Linked DNA regions of Mus musculus: region 2 is linked to region 1. The links are chromatin contacts, called in public Hi-C maps. All regions are on one chromosome and are shown on one strand. Each heading gives the region's core, a stretch centred on a gene start, on an enhancer-like site or on the middle of the called end of the contact. The rest is flanking DNA. Distances are from core to core; before and after follow the strand shown. Region 1 has its middle 18 kb from the start of Dipk2a. Region 2 overlaps Slc9a9 (solute carrier family 9 (sodium/hydrogen exchanger), member 9).

What was found. Hi-C and Micro-C count contacts between places; a contact is called where the count stands out from the background.
Region 2: a contact with region 1 is called in a Hi-C map of erythroid progenitors, with 3 times the contacts expected there. The contact joins two enhancer-like sites. A contact is called at or near these places in 15 of 484 Hi-C or Micro-C datasets (the AML12 cell line, the C2C12 cell line, LSK cells and 12 more) and 1 of 115 datasets of contacts at active chromatin or transcription factors (fibro-adipogenic progenitors).

The regions. Positions count from the first base shown.
Region 1 is chr9:94,553,157-94,559,501 of GRCm38.p6, forward strand. No RefSeq gene overlaps it. Among named protein-coding and RNA genes, the nearest start is that of Dipk2a, 18 kb to the left of the region's middle. Within about 2 kb of position 3,820, at least 9 of the 459 cell types and tissues checked have an H3K27ac peak or open chromatin away from gene starts, as enhancers often do. A contact at or near this core is called in erythroid progenitors, where this site is marked.
Region 2 is chr9:94,691,411-94,698,017 of GRCm38.p6, forward strand. All of the region lies in intron 2 of Slc9a9 (solute carrier family 9 (sodium/hydrogen exchanger), member 9), which reads left to right. Among named protein-coding and RNA genes, the nearest start is that of Slc9a9, 25 kb to the left of the region's middle. Within about 2 kb of position 3,766, at least 58 of the 459 cell types and tissues checked have an H3K27ac peak or open chromatin away from gene starts, as enhancers often do. A contact at or near this core is called in erythroid progenitors, where this site is marked.

The DNA.
Region 1 (6,345 bases), core at 2,570-5,069:
ACTTGTTTATAGGATGAATGTTAGGCATTTCAAGGTTAGTGGGGCCCTGTTAGAACTCTGGTGACACCTCCCAGTCCCCATTAAGTTCCAAAGCACTCTTGTCTACTCTTTCCTTCTGTTAGCAAGTACTGCTGGGTTTGTTTTCTGAATCTATCTCTTAAAACCATGACAATTACCATCAGTGTACAAAATCATCATATCACCTTTAGTAGTTTATGCTTGCCTAATTCTACTCCACCATTATAGTACCAATCTATGTGGAAACTGGAGTCATACTTTTTATAATATCATAAACCAGCCCTGTGTACTGCCCTGCAGCCTAAAGCTCTTGAATGGTTAATTATACACATATTGCATCTGGAATATGGACCAGTGTCTTTAGCTTGCTCTTGGTTTGTCACACCCTATGTTTGTCACGTGTAATATGACTGTCCCTCCAGCATTACCCTACCCATGTGATGCTTCCAACTCTTAGTAAGAATGCACTGATCTTACTGCTTTAGCTCCAAAGACTTGCAATTTGTTCTCTCTTTTGGCTTCTTCTGGAGAGCATTGCATACTTCTGAACTTCATTCAGGAATATGATCAGATGTGTCAAAAGGAGGTCTCTGTGATTATGCCACCTCAAACAAATGGCTCCACACTAATTCATTTTCAAGCCATTGACTTATTTCTTTATATCAATTGTTATCAACTGTCCATATTAATTGCCCCTTTTAGAGGACTAGGAGTTTTGTCTTTTCAGTGGTTCCATCCCTAGTGTCTGGTACAGTTTCCAGCAAAGGCAGAAATAAGCCTTTTTTAGAGTTATTCGATGAATGTATTTATTCATTTATTTAAATATTCACCATTCTAAAATTTAGCAAAACAGTTTAATATGTCTAATGCTAGCTTAATGAAGTTATTTTGCTTTGTAAAAAAAATCAGTTGGCTATTATGCCAATTTAAGATCTGCTGAGAAAATAATTAATAGGTTTGAAAGACATAAAGCCTAAGAAAGCAGAATTCATTTTCATCTGCAGCTGTGGTTTTCAACCTTGGCAGCACTAGAATCACCTGGAGGAGTTATAAATGTCTGAACTACAGAACCTTTGGGGACTGAATTTGGAACTCAACATTATTTAAAATCTTTCCCTGCCAAATATGTCAGCAAAGGCTGGGATTTACTGATCCATAAGGTAGGTGTTTGTTTGTTTGTTTATGTGTGGGGGTGTTGTTTTGTTTTGAAAAACCACAATGCTAAACAGTTCAAAATGAAAATATTAGATGAACTAGTAGGTAAATGAATGAATGGGCATTGAGCCCATGGGTAGAGAGCTCACCTAACACTTGTAAGATCCTGAGTCCAATCCACAAGACTGAATAAAAAAGAGTGTATTAGTAGCAATTGAAAACTATTTGAAAAACATTTTAAAAGTGTAGTTTACTAATGAGGTTGCCAAATTTAGTGAATAAAATGACAGATTCCCAGCTAAACTTGAGATGTAGAAACACAGCTTATTCAGTTAGAAAAGAAAATATCAAATATTGTATGGGACATAATTATACTAAAATATATTCATTTTCTGTGTCTAATTCAAATTTAACTAAGCAACCTGTATTTTATCTGGCATCACTAACTAGTGATGAGGGGGACTGTTAAGATTCCCATATAAAAATCAGCATGTTATTAAATATGTTAAACAATTCACTGTGAAATGGTAATTTAATCTCTTCTATCTTCTGCTATGCAAAGCTACCATAAAACAGTCTATTATCCTTAGGAATGAAATTAATTTTTCCTTTTTAAGCTCTTAATAAAGGAATCATAAAAATGAAATGATTTCTTACATGGTATAGGTGTTCCAAGTGAATATAGAATATTAAATCTTCAGTATCTGTTTTTCAGCCATCAAATTATATTCTCTAGGGCAGTAGTTCTCAACTTGTTTGTCATGAACCCCCTTGGGTCATATCACATATCCTCCACATCAGATATTTACATTCTAATTCATAACAGTAGCAAAATCCCAGTTATAAAGCAGCAACGAAAATTATTTTATGGTTGGGGGTCACCAAAACATGAGGGACTATATTAAAGGGTCACAGCATTAGGAAGACTAGGAGCCATGGATGTAGAGTATGCTATATGGACAGATGTCACACTGCCATTAAAGATGTATCTTTGTACCCATAGATTAATGCAGCCCACAGCCCTCTTTAGAGAAGCTTTTTGCAGTAGACAAATTAATACAGAGATTCCCAACTGGCTGGCATAAACAGAATATCTGATTATGGTATGCTGAGCCTCCAAAGGAATATCTATGTTACCCCAACATGACCATCAAGGCTTGAGGATCATCAAGGCTTAGGGACCATCAAGGAAGCAGGGGTGGAAATGGTACTAAACAGAGGTTGAGGAGGACTACAGTGAAAATGTCTTGTAGACATACCTAGGCTGATGCACTCATGACTCCCTGAAACTATTGTTGCCTGCACAATTACCACATAAGATTGAGCCTGTCAATATTTACTGAGAAAGGGGGAAAGGGCTCATGAGTTCTCATCCTTCCCTGAAGGATTATTGACAGTTAATGGTCCCTGAGGGAAAGAGTGTCACTTTCTTCAATAGTGTGACTACAGATAAGCTGATCATGTTCCAATATATAAACTCCCAGCCATGCTCAGCCAAGCAACCTGCATTAAAAATTTGAAAGTAGAAAGGGTACTTGGTAAGAAGAAGGGGCTCAGTGGGAGAAGGCAGGAGGTGGGGGTGGGGGAAATAGATGGTGATGAGAGGTAGAGAAAACTAAAATTCAGAATATGCATGTATGAAACTGTCAAAGAATGAAAAACCAACAACTATTTTGTAAAAGATTTAAAAACATTGTAATCCTGGCCTTTGGATCAGAAACTATCTTTTGAATTCTCACTCCATCCCTAGGAAGTATGTGTGCAAAAGATTACAGACCTTCAGACTATGAGGCTTTCTTTCTCCTTAGCTATTTTCTACCCACATTGGCCAGATAAAACAAAATTTCTGTAGCTGTAATGAATATGCCCTATCATTAATGCCCAATAAAAATATTGAACAAGTCAGTCAGATAACTGATAATGTGTCCTAGTTGTCATTAAGTGTCAAGTTGACACAGCCTAGAATCACATGAAAAGGCATGATTGACTAGTTGTATTCTTCAGTTTAAGCTGTGGGCATGTCTGTAAGGAGTTGTTGATGTAGGAAGGCCTAGCCCACTGGGTGGTACTATTTCCTGGGTAGATGGTCCTGGGCTATATAAGGAAGTTATCTGAGGGAACCCAAAACTGCTCTCCCAAGCCCTTCCTCCAAGGTTCATATCTCCAAGCTCCTGCTCTGACTTTGCTCAGTGATAAATTATGGCCTGCCTTCATAAGCCAAGAACAATATTTCCTCCTCAAGTCACTTTTCAGCAGGGTTTTTATCACAGCAGCAGGGCAATACTGGAATAGCATGCAAGAGGAAGCTTTCTGGATCTGGACCCATACATAGTGTTAAAGATCCCATACAAGTGTTCCTCACACCTTTGCAAACACCAAGCAAACATCCTCCCATAGCTAGGTGGGGAGTTTGTGTGTTCTGAAATTCAGCAGTGGGCAGAAGGGATCCAAGGATGAATCAATTATAGCTATTGCATAAAGAATGGAATATTCAAAATGCAAACCAGAGAAAACTAGTCATTGACTTCACATTTCTAATTTCTCAGTCTAATTTCTCAAACTAATCTGCCAAGTAAGGTTATTCACAGATACTGGCTTATAGGAACAGTGTCTTCTGTCACTTAGAGATAATGGTTTTCTTCAAAACGTGTCTAAATATTGTAACAAAAAATTATTCTCTGCTAAGTAAGGTTATTCTCAGATACTGGCTTATAGGAACAGTGTCTTTTGTCGCTTAAAGATAATGCTTTTCTTCAAAACGTGTCTAAATAGTATAACAAAAAAATTACTAAAGGTGTGTGTATTTTTTTTCTTGTTAAATGTATTTTTTGCAAGTTTTAGCCATGTCTAATTTTGATGATTGATAAGCAAGGAAAAAGAAGTCTAGTCAAATAGAGCTGTCGGATGTATCTCATTACACTGAAACTATGTGAGCAAAGGCATAGTCACACAAACCATTGCGTATAGGCTGACAGGGTCATTTTTTCTGACAAAAGGTTTATTTGGCACCACACATTTTTATCAGCACTACATGTCCAGCATTGTCAGAGCCTGAGACGACACTTAGAGGCACTGAGAGTTCTCAGCACACCATGACATCAGAGGCAACTGTGAGTATGGCTATGGAATACAATTCATATTTTTTTCCTCTGGTGATTAGCCTCCCTTTGGTGAGGGAGTGGTTTGTGTCTGCAGCACTTGACTCTCTTTGGACTGGCAGGAGCTATATTCATTTACTTTTAAGTTTAGAACAAGAGGGGACATCCTTGCAATTGGGCTTATGATTACTTGTACCCTAATTATAGGTCACATTTAAAAGGTGTTTTTAGTGTATTCATCTTCTATTTTTAATTAGTGCCCATAGTCGTTAATAGTTAATTAGTGCCCATAGAATGTTAATAGCCTACTTGAGGGCACTGCCTGCCTGCTCCTAGGACAAGCTCAGTCTTTTTTTTTTTTTTTCTCGAACTATTTTATCATTTTTGTCTTCTGTGATCTGTGGCATGGCTTTAAAGCCTTTTAGAAGCTCGCTAGCATCACATTCAGCTTTCTCCTAATTTTCTCTCTGGGAACTTTAGCTCAGCATAAATATTGTCACATTTGCCTTCAAGTGGCTCAGATCTCCTTGTCTGGTTTCTTGCTCCCTCTGGATTGCATCAGCATGTCACAAACACAGTCTACATGCCCTTCTAACCCATGTTGATTGACCAAAGGTTCTCCTGTCTCACACACATCACATCCCACCACAGGGTTCAGCAAAACTGCCAAAGCCCCATTTCTTGTGGCATCTCCTTGATCAACCGTTTCCTTAAATCTTCTGTGAACATAAGCCACATTATGTGCCCAGTGAACTGAGTATCATATGCTGTCTCTCAGGCCCACTTTCTTCAGTTAATGTCTGTTCTTTCTCTCTTGTCTTCCAGACCCTTCAAAAGTACCTCAGCTACTGATGAGCAAGTGACCCCAATGGTCCCCATGAGTCATGCCGTCAGGAGCTCTCTAACTTACCTTCTATCATTTCAGACTATGATCCCTTCATCTCAATGAGAGATAGGCAGTTAGATTACTCAGTTCCTCTGCTTTCATGGCACTCAGACTGATCATATCCACCCCTATGCTCCACCACTGTAGGAGCCAGGTTCTGAGAGGCTCGTCTGTTCCGTTTAAAATTCTTCCTCAGTTTGGGCAGGTCAGATGCAGGATATTTCTGGATTACCAGAGCTTCCTGTACAGGTCATTAGGAAGGGCTTTATCTGCATGCTGAATCATGGATTTCCCCTTCCTCTCTGTAAATGGTCAACCTCATTTCTCTCACATTATTGCCACAGTTTCCACACTATCCAATCTTCTCATGAGTCCCAAGGGATCCTAAGAAAGGGCCCTTAGCAAGACCTAAGCTGCACTCTTTCTCTTATATCCTGCCAGCTCTAGGAAACAGCAAGCCAACACTGCAATTTCATCTTCTCCTTTACCCGAGTTTCCTGCCAAATCATAAAGTAGCCACAACAGAAAGTCTAGCATCTGCATGTTTTCTTCCCATTGAAATTCCTGTTACATTCTTTCTGGATAGCTAGTTGAGCTTCATTTACAAGTCTTATTGACCACAACCATGGCACACCCTGAAGCCACAACCTGTTTATTATCATATCTTGCATGGCTGCTTCTAGAGATTTCAATACATTCTATAATCCATCAGCAGATTGGGGAGTATCTGCATACCTGCATAGTAGACAGCACCATTCCCCAGTGAGGTATGCCACTGGATGCCATAATTCAGTAAGATGCTCATCTTGGGATTCCTCTGAAGTACACTCTAGTCTCAGATCGTTTGGTCTTGGTTGCCTTTCATATCACCAATTGCAGGAGCATGTAATCATCACTATAGGAAATAGCTACACCATGAGGAAAAGTACCAATTTCCATATTGTTCCCATGGATACTCCACTCTCATATGAATATGCCTTAGTTGAATGTGTCAGCATCCACCATAGGAGCCATGCATCCACTCTTCCCAAACTTGTGGTAGGTTATCAGTCCATGTTTGTGTTATGTGACTTTTCCTAGGTGTGAGGGAGACATTAACTGTGTATTCAACTCCAGATAGGGTACCAACAATAGACCAGAGTAATAATCCCACCCAAGTCTGTTAATGAACCAGTTAGTTTATTGTAG
Region 2 (6,607 bases), core at 2,516-5,015, 140 kb after region 1:
GGTTGGCCTGTTCACGCTAGTCAGCAGAGAAGGGGGATGTTAACAAAGGCAAAGGCTTAGTTTGGCTGCAGCAGGCAGGAAATAAAGCAAAAGCAGAGACAGCACTTGGGTGGAAACCCAGGGGCAGGTGGAGAGGAAGGACAGGTGGGGGTCGGAAGGAGGGGAGGAGCTACTTGGTATTCCCCTGTGAGTTCATAGGAAAGGGGATGGGAAAAATGGAGAAGGAGTTGGATTATAGGGAAAACTCACAGTTTTAACACATCTCATCATGAATATGTTCATGTGTGTTCTAGCACGTTATATATTTACACTGCTGAGCTGCAAGGGCGGGTAGTGCATTGAACTGGGATGTCGGGTGGATCGAGTCCCATTTCAAAAGTTGTCAGCACTGTTAAATTTATCACTTCTACCCCCCATAAATCAGATGACTGCAGTGAACCGACAAAGGAAGCTCCTCCGTGAAAATTCTGCTAAGTCTCCACTTCCTGTTTGAAAAGTGACACTGTCAGTTGCTTAAGGGAAGTGGTTTGGGGTTCTGTATACTGCTGAGTAAAAAATGTGCTATTGTTTCAAAAAAAGGGAATCTGATCCCCTCCCAGTAGGTCACAGAGCTACTATGTGACTAAGACTTGTAAGAATGTTAAAAACAAACAAGCAAACAAGACTTACAGACACAGCTAACTATATGCCTTTAATTGGGCTCTTCCCTTTAAGGGAATCAGTTAATTAAGTCTGCTTTTCTCACTGTCCATATTTCCCTTTTGATTCTTACATGTTTATCTATCTTTGAGCCTTCCAGGCTTTTACCGTGTGACATTCTTGCACAGAGGCCAGGGCCAGAGCTCTTCTGGCAATAGGAACAGTTTGATCAGGCAAAGTCAGGAGATAAATATGTGCAGTTAACAGTGGGGCACTCTTGGGAAGGATACAGGAAGGCTGGGGGGACGATCTCCTCCTGTAAAGCTTTTCTAGACACGCTGGGAGGGAGAGCCCCAGGGTGATTAATCGCCATAAGGGCTTGGAGACGCTTTGGCAGGCTACTCACGGTGTAGTAGGTTTTATCCATCCTTCACATTCTACAGAAACAAGCTGCGGTGATTCCTGTCTCTCTATCTTGACCAGTCTTGGCATAAGAGGACCCCAGTGCAGCTCAAGCTTGCAGAGAGGACCCTGAGGCTGCCTGGACACTAAGGGGCTTTCATTTAACCCTTAGTTAAGAGAACACTTGTTATAAAGAAGGAAGTTTACTTACAAAATTTATAACTTGTAAATTGTAATAAAGAAGCAGTCCCACTGGGTTGGTCTGAGGTGAGGGCAGCAGATGGTATCACTTCACAGTGGCACAACGTTCAGGAAAAGATGGTCACATCTCAAACAGGAGCAGAGGGGTGGTGGGCATTCATTTGACCAGGCTTTCCTCTTCCCGTAACAGACATTTCTAAAGAACTTGAGGGGGTTGCATGAGCAGCACCCCAGAACCTAGAATCCACTGTTCCACTTTCCACAGGATCCACATTCTGTGGAAGTGACCCTGGGGAGCAACCTTCTCTCACAATGTGACCATACCCAAGCCATAGCAGTAAACACAAACTCAGTAAAATGCCCCATGCACCTACTTCAATCCTATTTGTTTACAAATTCCATGCAAACAATGCCATACATTATAACACATATATAAAAGTAAAAAATTTCAAGGATTAGCCGAAAGCAAAATATGAAATCTCTTCTCCTTTCTACTACTCTGTAGAGCATGGGACACCTCACTTTAAGGATCAGCAATGCCACTTATTTTATGAGAACTGTTGTTACCTTAACCAGTTCTGTCTTGGTCCATTCCAGGCCTTGGCAATGGAACATAAGCAGATAACCATATACGATAACATAAATGGAGGTAAACTTAACTCATCGTTCTGAAGGTTGGAAACCAAAGCTCAAGGCACCCACCTAGTGTGAGCTCCTCCTACAGTGTCAGCATGAAAGCCATCAAGAGGTAGAAGCAGGAGGAAGGGATAAGGGACCACAACTCATCCATCTTCCTGGAACACACTTGTTAGGGTTTGAATCTAGAACGGTCCCTCAGAGGGTCACCTTTGGAGTATATAGTCCCTAACTCCTGTCTATCCTGAAGGCTGAGGAGACTTTATGAAGGCAGGGCCTGGCGTGTGGAAATGGTCCAATCCTAGACTGCTTTTTAACTGCATCTTCATGTGCACACACTCTGCTACATCCCATCCATGCCTTCCACTCCATGATGGGGTGAAACCTCTTAGCAGCCACAGTGGAAGCCTCTTCTCTTAGGAGGCTATTGTAACATAGATATAGAAAACAACCAGTGCAACGCTCTATAGTAATCCACTCCTGAGAACAAAGCCAATCCATTCTTCAGGCCAAGCCCTCATGGTCCAAGGTCTCTTAAAGGCCCCACCTAGCCATGCAGTTGTATTGGGAATTAAATTTCTAACTCAAAACTCTGGCTGACATGGGTGACATATGAAAACCAGAGCAACTTTTTCAGAAGTTCTTTTGAAATCTATGGTATGGTGTGGAGACAGAGTCGGGGGATCTTGGCCTGGTATGGGATGTTCTTAGGAGCAGATAAACCTTTGGGGAATACAAAATCAAGTTCTTTTGTGTCACAAGCACACAGTCTCAGGCCCACTGTTCATTCTCCCCTTATATTTAGTAGTCTTATAAGTTTTAATCTGTGATGCTTTGGTTAATGTCCCTCATCTCCAAACTTGCAAAGCCTCCAGGAAGTCAGGGCCTAGGTCTGCTTTCTGTCACACCATGCTCCCAGTGTCTGTCACACGGTGGATACTCTGTAGATCTTGCTTTCTGTCACTCCATGCTCCCAGTGGCTGTCACATGGTGGATACTCTGTAGATCTTGCTTTCTGTCACACCATGCTCCCAGTGTCTGTCACACGGTGGATACTCTGTAGATCTTGCTTTCTGTCACACCATGCTCCCAGTGTCTGTCACATGGTGGATACTCTGTAGATCTTGGCCCATGAATAGATGGTGCAGGAAGGTATCTGTCAGTTTCTGTCTGAGTGGTTATCTGTCGCTGCCACAGTGTGCTGTCTTAACTGCTGACTATTTTTGTAATGAAAGTGTGACATAGGTTTATCCTCGGGGTAAAACACACAAGCTCCGAAAGGGGTTTTGCTACTCAAAGGATTGGACAAGTCTCTCCTCTGAACATTCTGACAGGTAAATGGGAGGCAGAGAGGTTGATGAGAAGGTGGAGAATAGGGTAGACCCTGAAGGAGCAGGGGAGGAAGGAGGCTACCCATTACAGGCTGAGCCCCCGTAGATGAAGTTGAAAATGGATCTTTCACCCACCAACTCTGCTTTTGGTTTGCTCCTTCAAAAGCACAAAACTGACAGAGCTGCACTGTCACCATGGCCGGTCCCCAGGGAGCACTTACATAAAGCTCTGTCCCATGGCACTCACCACTGTCCTCCACAGGCCACCTGCGAGCTCCTCAGCAGCTGGGGTAGCAGACACAGAGCCGGCCGAACTGAAGGACGCTGGTCAGGCAGCTGGCTCGTCTTAAGCTGGGACAGAAGGGACACTCTACTGCTCCTTGCATATAATTTTCTTTTCTGGGAAAATTATTATGATTCTGATTATTATTACTACTATTGGTATTGGGATAGCACCCAGAGGCTCATTCATGCTAAGCAAGTGTTCTGCCCCTGAGCTCCATCCTGGTGCCTCTCAGGTCATTTCTTATCACAAGGCCCACTAGGCCCTGATGGATGCAGTTCTGCCTCAGGCCGAGCTTGATACCACAAGTCAGGTTAATCTTGCCTTCCTTTCTGCCTGTTGTTATTGAGCTCCCAGAGAAGCAGAGGCCCAAGCAGAGGCAACGTTTGGTGATCAGGGCATCAGTGCCTCGGGATTGCACTTCTGATGGCTGAGAGTAGAAGGATGTGAGAGGGGAAACAGGCTGAGGATTTGGTTTGTCTCCTTTGGAAGCTGTGATTCTGCAATGAGCAGGGACTCATGGCCAGCCTCACCTCAACCATGCAGCCCCACCCCTAAAGGACCAAACTGTTGTGGAAAATACTTAGTCCCAGTCAGGAGCTGCTACCACCTTTGATTATCCAATTTAACCCCAAACTATTACTTAGTATGTTTCATCTGAGCTGCTCTCAACTCCAACTGGCCAGCCCACGTGGTCATGCTTTCTTGACTCCTAACCCATCCTTCCTTCTCACCTTCCTCTCTCCCACCTCATTGTCTCCTCCAATCAAACCCAAGTCCAGGAACCCAAGACTCTGACTATCTCTATTCTGCCCAGCTATTGGCTGCAGGTATCTTTATTCACCAATCAGAGATGACTTGGGTACATAGCATCACTTGGGTCTAACTGTGGACTCTCTCTCATCTCTGGGGCAACCAGGCCCCGGGGAGCCCACAGTTAGTATTACAATACATAGCAACAGACCAAACCTCAACACCAAACCTTATTCTGTGTCTGGATAGGAGATGTTCTGGATAGGGTGTGACCCTGGGAGAAGTGGCTCTGTCGCCTTGGCAGCCATTGAATAGACTTATCACATCCCTGGCAGCAGGAACAGCAAGGTCTTCACCAGAGAGATCTCTAATCTAGATGACACTTCACAGTGTCAGATTTTATGTCCCTAAACCACACCTGTCAGTTACTGCAGAGTGGGACTCCGGGGTCTCAGTGGGAAAGCATCTGTCTCCCAGCTCCGGTGAGCTGATTGGTCAGTACATTTTTCGGATCTGGTGAGCCAACTGTTAAATTTGACAGCATGAAATGGGCCACAAGAGAAATATTTATGCCATATATATTAGAAAATGTTTTAAACCGAGCTTATGAGATTGTATTCCCTCAGGAGAGATGATTTGCCAACAGAGAAGATTTGCTTAAGCAAATGTATTTTTAGGATAATTGGAAGTATCCAAACATCTCAGTTTTTATCTCCCTGAAATGCCTGTCTCTCACAATGGCTGCCATAGAGACCCTCCGGTAGGTAGAGCTTCACACCCTCTAATATGACAAGGGAAAGAGCATTATGCCTTCCAGTGAGACCCAGGACTGAACCTCATTTTGCCCCTCCCAGGAGCAGGACTTTAAGCTTCATTTCTCCGAGCAAAATTTTCCTTATCTGTAATGTAGGGGTTAGTAATAGCTATGGCGGAGGTTTGCTTTTCAAAGCAAATACGAAAATACATGTCTCGTATCAGACATATTGTAAATATTAGTCTGCTTTCATTCCCTAACACTCTGTGACATTTGCCCTTGCCGGCACTTGCTTGCCCTAGACTGAGAGGTCTGAGGTGGGCCGATGGAGGAAGTTAGGTGCTCCTTGTTTCCTGCACGATGTTGAAGGCAAACACACCATTTAAATATGTATTGCCTCATTTTCATCATACTTTCTGCTGATGTCAGCGTGCACTCCTTCCCCTCCCGCCCCCTCCAGCCTGCCTGCTCTGACCGTGCCTTTTGCTGACTCAGTCCCTCCCAGTTCAGCTTCCCCAGGCCAGTTGCTCCCTGGTGAGATCTTATGATAGGGAAGCTGTATACACAATTCATAGCTGAGCCTGCTAAGGATAAGGCAAACTCAAAACAGTTGCCAGGCTTTCAAAGAAACTGTGGGGCTGAGATTCCCCTGTGTCTGGAGTAATAGAAGCACAGTGTCATTGGCCTGAGGCATCAAGGTTGGCCAAGAGTAAGATCAACTCCAGACTCGAGAAAACGCAGTCACTCTTGATGGGAGACTGTGTTGGGTGCATAGGTCCTGAGGAATGTCACTTTGGAGAGATGGAAGAGTAGGTCCTTCTCTTGTCCAGCGGCTCTTTACTCTATTGTCCATCCTGTGGCAGTCTTAGAGTTGATTTGTCCTGTCACCCCAAAACCACAGACTGTGAGGCATGGCCGGCCACCACCCCATGAAGAGATCAGAAGCAGTCTGACCAGCATAAAGTTGGTTAAAAGGTGAGAAGTCTTGGCATCTGGGGTCAGGTGGAAGCAGCTGCTGCATTTGCCTCACAGGGTGGAACCTGAGAGTGAAGGGAGAGGCTACATTCGATTAGGGGAGGGCAAGAGGTATTATGTGTAGCCAGGCCATCCAGGTCTCCTTAGTAAAGAGTCATATAGGTGTGTGAGACCAAGAAACTTAAGCAAAAAACGGGAGCCTGTCCAGGCAACAGGTTTGGTACTACAATGATGATGTGGCACACCTGCTGCATGGCAGGAGATGAGAGACACATGTAGCAGCTGACTGGGTGACCTCAGTCTACCTCGGTGTGCAGAAGAGACACCGTGACTGAGAGGCCATTCCCTGAGCTCTATAGCTTGGTTCAAATGTTACTTTACATCTATATGACTTTAGGAATTCTAGGTAACCTCCTTAAGTCCAATCTTCCCATTTAAAAAAATCCAGATATTTCTCATTACAGTGCAGGGCCATCATGTTGCAAATAAGAAAACACGTGCAAAGGACTTAAAATAACATTTGGGCCTTTGTAGGAGCTCTCTGTGTTGACCTATTTATTCTTCTACCAAAGTCACTTTTGCTGTCAATAAACTAGTTAAGAGCTGTAGCTGGAGTCTAGACCATGTTGCTTA